Regions from separate parts of the Gossypium hirsutum genome. Here region 1 is linked to region 2. The links are chromatin contacts, called in public Hi-C maps. All regions are on one chromosome and are shown on one strand. Each heading gives the region's core, a stretch centred on a gene start, on an enhancer-like site or on the middle of the called end of the contact. The rest is flanking DNA. Distances are from core to core; before and after follow the strand shown. Region 1 holds the start of LOC121210829 (transcription factor bHLH63). Region 2 holds the start of LOC107928787 (protein NONRESPONDING TO OXYLIPINS 2, mitochondrial).

Region 1 (2,827 bases), core at 311-2,810, 210 kb after region 2:
AAAAAAAAAATTATTTAGAGGGAAAATATAGCAACAATTATGTTATTAGAAATATTTGATTTAGTTTAATATTTGATTCAAGTGATATCAATTTAATAATTGAATTTATCAGATTTTTTTTTATTTTTAAAGCATTTCAGGCAAATAATAGTATACATAAGCATAATTATGTCATTTAATTTTTCGTATATTATTTTTTTCTATAAAAAAATCATCTACTCTCTATGAAAAAACATTCTTTAAACAAAAAAAAAAAGAAAAAGAAGAAGAAGAAGAAAAGGGTAAACTATTAGAATAGCTACTTTGTTTGCCTTAGGTTACATTTTAGTCACTTATGTTTGAAATGTTACATTTTAGTCACTTACGTTATTGTGTTGTAACATTTTTATCACCAAGTCATTAATTGCCATTAACGGTGTAATGGTATGCTGAAGTGGCATGTTAAATCATCATTTTAGACAAAAATTTTAGGTTAAATTCTACAATTGGTCCTTATATTTTTTCATTTTGAGCAATTTAATTTTTTCCTTTTATGTTCTTTTAACTTTCTTTCTATTTTTTTCTTTTTTCTTTTCCATTCTCTTCTACTTCTCCCTCTGCTTTCCTCCCTTCTTTATTTCTTTTAATGTAGTTTTTTTTTATATTTTTTATTTGTTAAAACTAGTCCACAAGCTCGCTTCACAAGAAAAAATTAAATTATTTAAAAAAAATTAAAGTATAAGGACTAGTTTTAACAAATTGAAAACATAGAAAACTACTTTAAAAGAAATAGAGAAGGAAGAAAAACATAGGAAGAAGAAAAGGGGAATGGAAAATAAAGGAAAAAAAAAGAAAGTTAAAAAGAACATAAAATAAACAAAATTAAATTGTTCAAAACAAAAAAGATATGGGGACCGATTATATAAATTAACCTAAAATGTTTATTTGAAATGATGATTTAACGTGCCATGTCAGCTTACTGTTACATTATTAACGACAATTAACGGCTCAGTGACTAAAATGTTACAACACGATAACGTAAGTGACTAAAACGTAACATTTCAAACATAAGTGACTAAAACGTAACTTGAGGTAAACAAAAGTAACTATTTTGAAATTTACCCAAAATAAAACCATTCTCTTCAAAAGCTACTACCTTTATAAAAATATTTTTCCTATTAAAAATACCATGGAAAGATATATATATTTTAAAAAGAATAATGTATTATATAATTTTTTTACCTAAATAATTGATGTATACATAATTTAATTTAAATAAAAGTCATAATGATTTTTTTGTTCTCCAAATTAAAAAAAATGTTATTTTAACTTTTTTTTTAAATATTACTTTTTAGGCTATTAAATTTACGTTTTTTGTCAAACTATTCTAAAATAAATGAAAAAGCTAAATATTTTTTTAACTTTGTTGACGCTATATATACATAAACATGTTAACTTTTTTATCCATTTTGGAGTAATTTAACAAAAAAACGTAAGTTTAAAAATTGAAAGAGTCAAAAAATGAAATGATTGACTAAAATGATTTTTTTTTTTAAAGTTAGAAGGGACAAAAGATAGATTATGCCTAAATAAAAATACTGCTTGTATTTCTACTCTAGTTTCCCCTTTATATATACCTCATCCTCCCTCCTCCCCCTGCCCTTTAAAACTCACTGTTCCCAAAAGTAACGAAAGATTTCAGAAAAAAGAAAAAGAACAACAAATTCTCAGAGTACATCACCTAGTGATATATGGTACTATCCCTCACAATGAACTCGTGTTAGCCTTGGAAGTCGTATAGTGAACCTGCCTAATCCTTCTTCATCTTAAACACTATTCTTTGATTTTGATCTTTCACTTCCCCTTTGTTGTTTGATTTTGGCTTATTTTGAGATTTTGACATGAATAGAGCATTAGCAGAGACATTGACAGTGCTGGATAGACAAAGAGCACGCGTGAAATGGCAACAAGAAAGCTATTTCAGCGAATTAAGTGGGGTGTTTTCGAACCAAACCAGCACCCATGTTCATGGCTTTCAGGGTGATTTAATAAGCGATGAGTCGGTGTTGGATGACTTGGTGATGACTCGGCAAGTGAAGCCTGACCCTCACTTAGAGACATCCTGGCCTGAGTTGGGGAAGGTTGACATGGCTGGCATGGGGTTTGGGCCATGCGGCTACAGTAATGGACCGAGTTTTGATATGAATTACGCCATTTCTAGGACTTTTAGCTGCCCTCCAGCTGTGGCGGCGACTATAGCCAAAGAGGCGACGGAGGTCAAGGGCAAAGAGTCGATTGTCTCTGAGAACATGGGTTCAGCCGTTGCAAGAGAAAGCTCCAAGAAAAGGAAAGCTGACAAGTTGCATAACTTAAAGGTTCATGTTCTGTTGTGTCTACACCTCTCTTGTTTTATACAAAATGTTCTGTTTTGGGATCTTGTCTCTTGTGCCAAAGAACCAAACTTTGGCAAAAACCAGGCCAAAAATCATTAAATGGAGTTGGTATTTTTTGATATGTGTGTAGGTTGCTGCGGATGATGACTCTAAGAAGACCAAAGCCTGTGGAGAAGAAGGGGAAGAGTCAAAAATTACAAGACCACCCAACACCAACAAAAGCAGCACCAAGCAGGAACCTTCTGCTGATACCTCCAAGGAGAATTCAAAGCTCACTGAGGTTCAAAAGCCCGATTATATTCACGTCAGGGCACGTCGTAGCCAAGCCACTGATAGCCATAGCTTAGCTGAGAGAGTGAGTAGGAAATTTGTGTGTGTGTATATATGTTTCTATGTTTTGAATACAGAATGATGTCTTAATTGGTTTGGTTTATGTTTTCATTTTGTAGGTTAGA
Region 2 (2,700 bases), core at 165-2,664:
CTGAAATGAAAATTGATTTAGTAAATGAGAAAAGCAAACTACGCTATTAGTACACGTGTGTGTGTGCGTCCATTGTTTTCATGGTTTTTCATGAATTAGGTGCACCTTAAAAAATCTTATTGTTCTTTTCATGTCCAGATATATATCAAATACATGAATACTGAAAAAAAAGTTAAGAGCAAGAAAGCTTAGAAGTTCACTTTGTAAATAAAGTAAAATGGATTTTGCTTTGGGCAGTGATTCCTCCAAAGCATATAAAAGGTCTAAATCAGATGCATCACAAATCAACAACAAAACCCCCCAATATGCTGCAAAGGTAGCTAATCATTTGCTAAGACATTGGAGCTGAAGAAGTTTCAGTTGTCAGAAATCCCTTGACAGAGCTTTCAAAAACAAAGACCCTATGCTCTTAATGTCCCAGTCCCACAAAGTATCCAGCTTTGTCACAAGGGTGTTGCAAGTCCTATTTCATGAATTAGAAAACCAAGTTAGAAGTAGAACAGCTATGTTTGTACATCAAACAACATGCTTTCATGGATAGTCAAGTTTTATTCCATGACCATTAGAACACAGCATTATAACAATGCAGATCACACGGTTGTCTTCAAATACTTCAAGCTAACAATCCGAAGCCCATATTATTACTAGAAATTAGTACATATTTTTACATATATAATTCCTCAAAACAATTACAGCTAAGAGCATTGGAAGTCAATTTCTATATACAGTTTCTACTTCGGATTCTTGAATAACGTCAAAGGGAACGTAGGGAAGTGAAGGATAATTCATTCCTAAACTTGCAACAAAAACTATACTGCATTTGAAATTTATACCCAATTGTAGCATAAAAAAACTTGAACCAACAGAACAACTATAACGTTGATGAGACATTGATATATTAAACAATTGTTTCTTTTAAAAGGTATAGAAGAAAAACCTTGAGAGAGGCAGCTCCAACAGGAGGAATCGACGGCTATGCTTGATTGCAGGCGAGCAGATGCAATGGCACTATGAAGTGGCATCATCGACTCTAATCCTCCCAACGCCGAAACAATCCTTTAAAATTTAAAAAAAAATGAAGTTAAGAATTTGATAAAAAAATTTAGATGGAAAAAACACAAAGCAAGTACCTTGAGGCGCGAGGGAGGGATCTTGTTGAAGGATTTGGGATTAGGCTCTTTACAGTTAGGGTTTTAGACCGAGAAGCTAGGGTCCTCGAGCCAGCCCGCATTGCTGATCCGAAAAACGACGCCATCTCTCGCTGGTTTGGAAATTGGGTGGAGAGTTGAAACAAACACCGGGAGGCTGGCAGTGGTGTCTTCCTTAAACCCTAAAAATATCGGCTCAGAGATTTGAGATCCTGAGCTCCTTCGAAATGACGCTGTTGGATTGAAATGTTCTTCTTGGGCCATTGGGCCCTACTTTCTTTGAGCTGGACATTCATAAGTCCATATTAATGTAGCGCAGGATAAAACGATGTCGTAAAGAACTGAAAAGAGAAAATACCCGATTAATGAGGTGGGGAGGAGAAGCTTAGTTACAGCTCCGATCGAGATCAACGCCATCAACAATCAAAATCAATGGCTGCGATATTCGCTCGTAATTCTCTCAATGCTCTCCGAGCTCGACACCTCGTAAGAGCTCACTTTCCTCTTCTCCTTTTGATCCATACCTTAGATTTATATAATCATGGAATTGATTATTCATTAGAATTTGTTCATAGCCAGCGGGAATTAAAATGTTAGTTTTCTGGCACCTGATAATGTACAGAAATGAAGTTGTGGAAAAAGACGAGGCTCATATGTAGATTTAGGTTAGAGACTTTACCTCTGTTGTATATAATTTAAAATTTTATTCTCTTTTGTTTTACTTCAATTTCCATAAATTAAACTCTCGTTTTTTCCTGTTTTAATTGCTTTATCCATCGGCTCAAAAGCTATTATGTATTAACAGAACCTCACTGATTATTTGTCATCAACGTTGTTATGATTTTTCTGGGACTTGTATTTTTTCTTTTTGGATATTTTACTGATTCTTTTGGGTTATGTACTTATAAGCTGTGTCGGGGCAAGCGTTGCAAGGTTTACAAAACTATGGTCTGCAACTCAGTTCGCACTCCTACGGCACAAGAAAGGTCTTGCCTTACTCCCTCTTTGATCTTCCTTTTTATTATAGCTATAGCTATCTTGAAATTGGAAAAGTATTAAGAATTCTCTGGAATATGGATGGAAAGTGAAGATTATGAATTATTTTATGTTATTAATGGGGAGATATGTTTTGAGTTTTGGAAGAGCATGCGATGGGGAATAAATGCCTTTCAGTTTTCCACCACGGTTCTCCATGGAAATCATAAGAAATGCTTTAACAATTTTCTTCCATGCATGACCATCAATCCTAGTGTTTGATGGGACTTCTATTTTTAAGGCTGTTCTTTTGCTTGATATAAGATGTCTTGGTTCATGTGTGTTTTCATGTGTATTAACTGCAGATGATGTAGAAAGAGAGCAGCTTGCAAAGGAGATTTCTAAAGACTGGAGTTCTGGTAATATAGTGTGCACTGAAATGTTTCTGTCTCTATTTCTTGTTAGTAGTTCAATTTTATCTTTTTCAATTAATGTCTTTTTATATTCTTCTCAATGACAGTTTTTGAGCGAAGCATAAACACATTGTTTCTAATTGAAATGGTTAGGGGCCTCATGC

What was found. Hi-C and Micro-C count contacts between places; a contact is called where the count stands out from the background.
Region 1: a contact with region 2 is called in a Hi-C map of leaf, with 1.9 times the contacts expected there. The contact joins the promoter of LOC121210829 here to the promoter of LOC107928787 in region 2. A contact is called at or near these places in 5 of 34 Hi-C or Micro-C datasets (callus, leaf and seedling).

What each region holds. Positions count from the first base shown.
Region 1 is chrA12:4,283,916-4,286,742 of Gossypium_hirsutum_v2.1, forward strand. It overlaps LOC121210829 (transcription factor bHLH63), which reads left to right and starts at 1,561. Exons shown (of 7, transcript XM_041082519.1): 1 at 1,561-2,354; 2 at 2,503-2,727; 3 at 2,822-2,827. The coding sequence starts at 1,881.
Region 2 is chrA12:4,078,833-4,081,532 of Gossypium_hirsutum_v2.1, forward strand. It overlaps LOC107928787 (protein NONRESPONDING TO OXYLIPINS 2, mitochondrial), which reads right to left and starts at 1,415. Exons shown (of 3, transcript XM_016860056.2): 1 at 1,131-1,415; 2 at 938-1,056; 3 at 107-463. The coding sequence starts at 1,255. The coding sequence ends at 444. It also overlaps the pseudogene LOC107928778.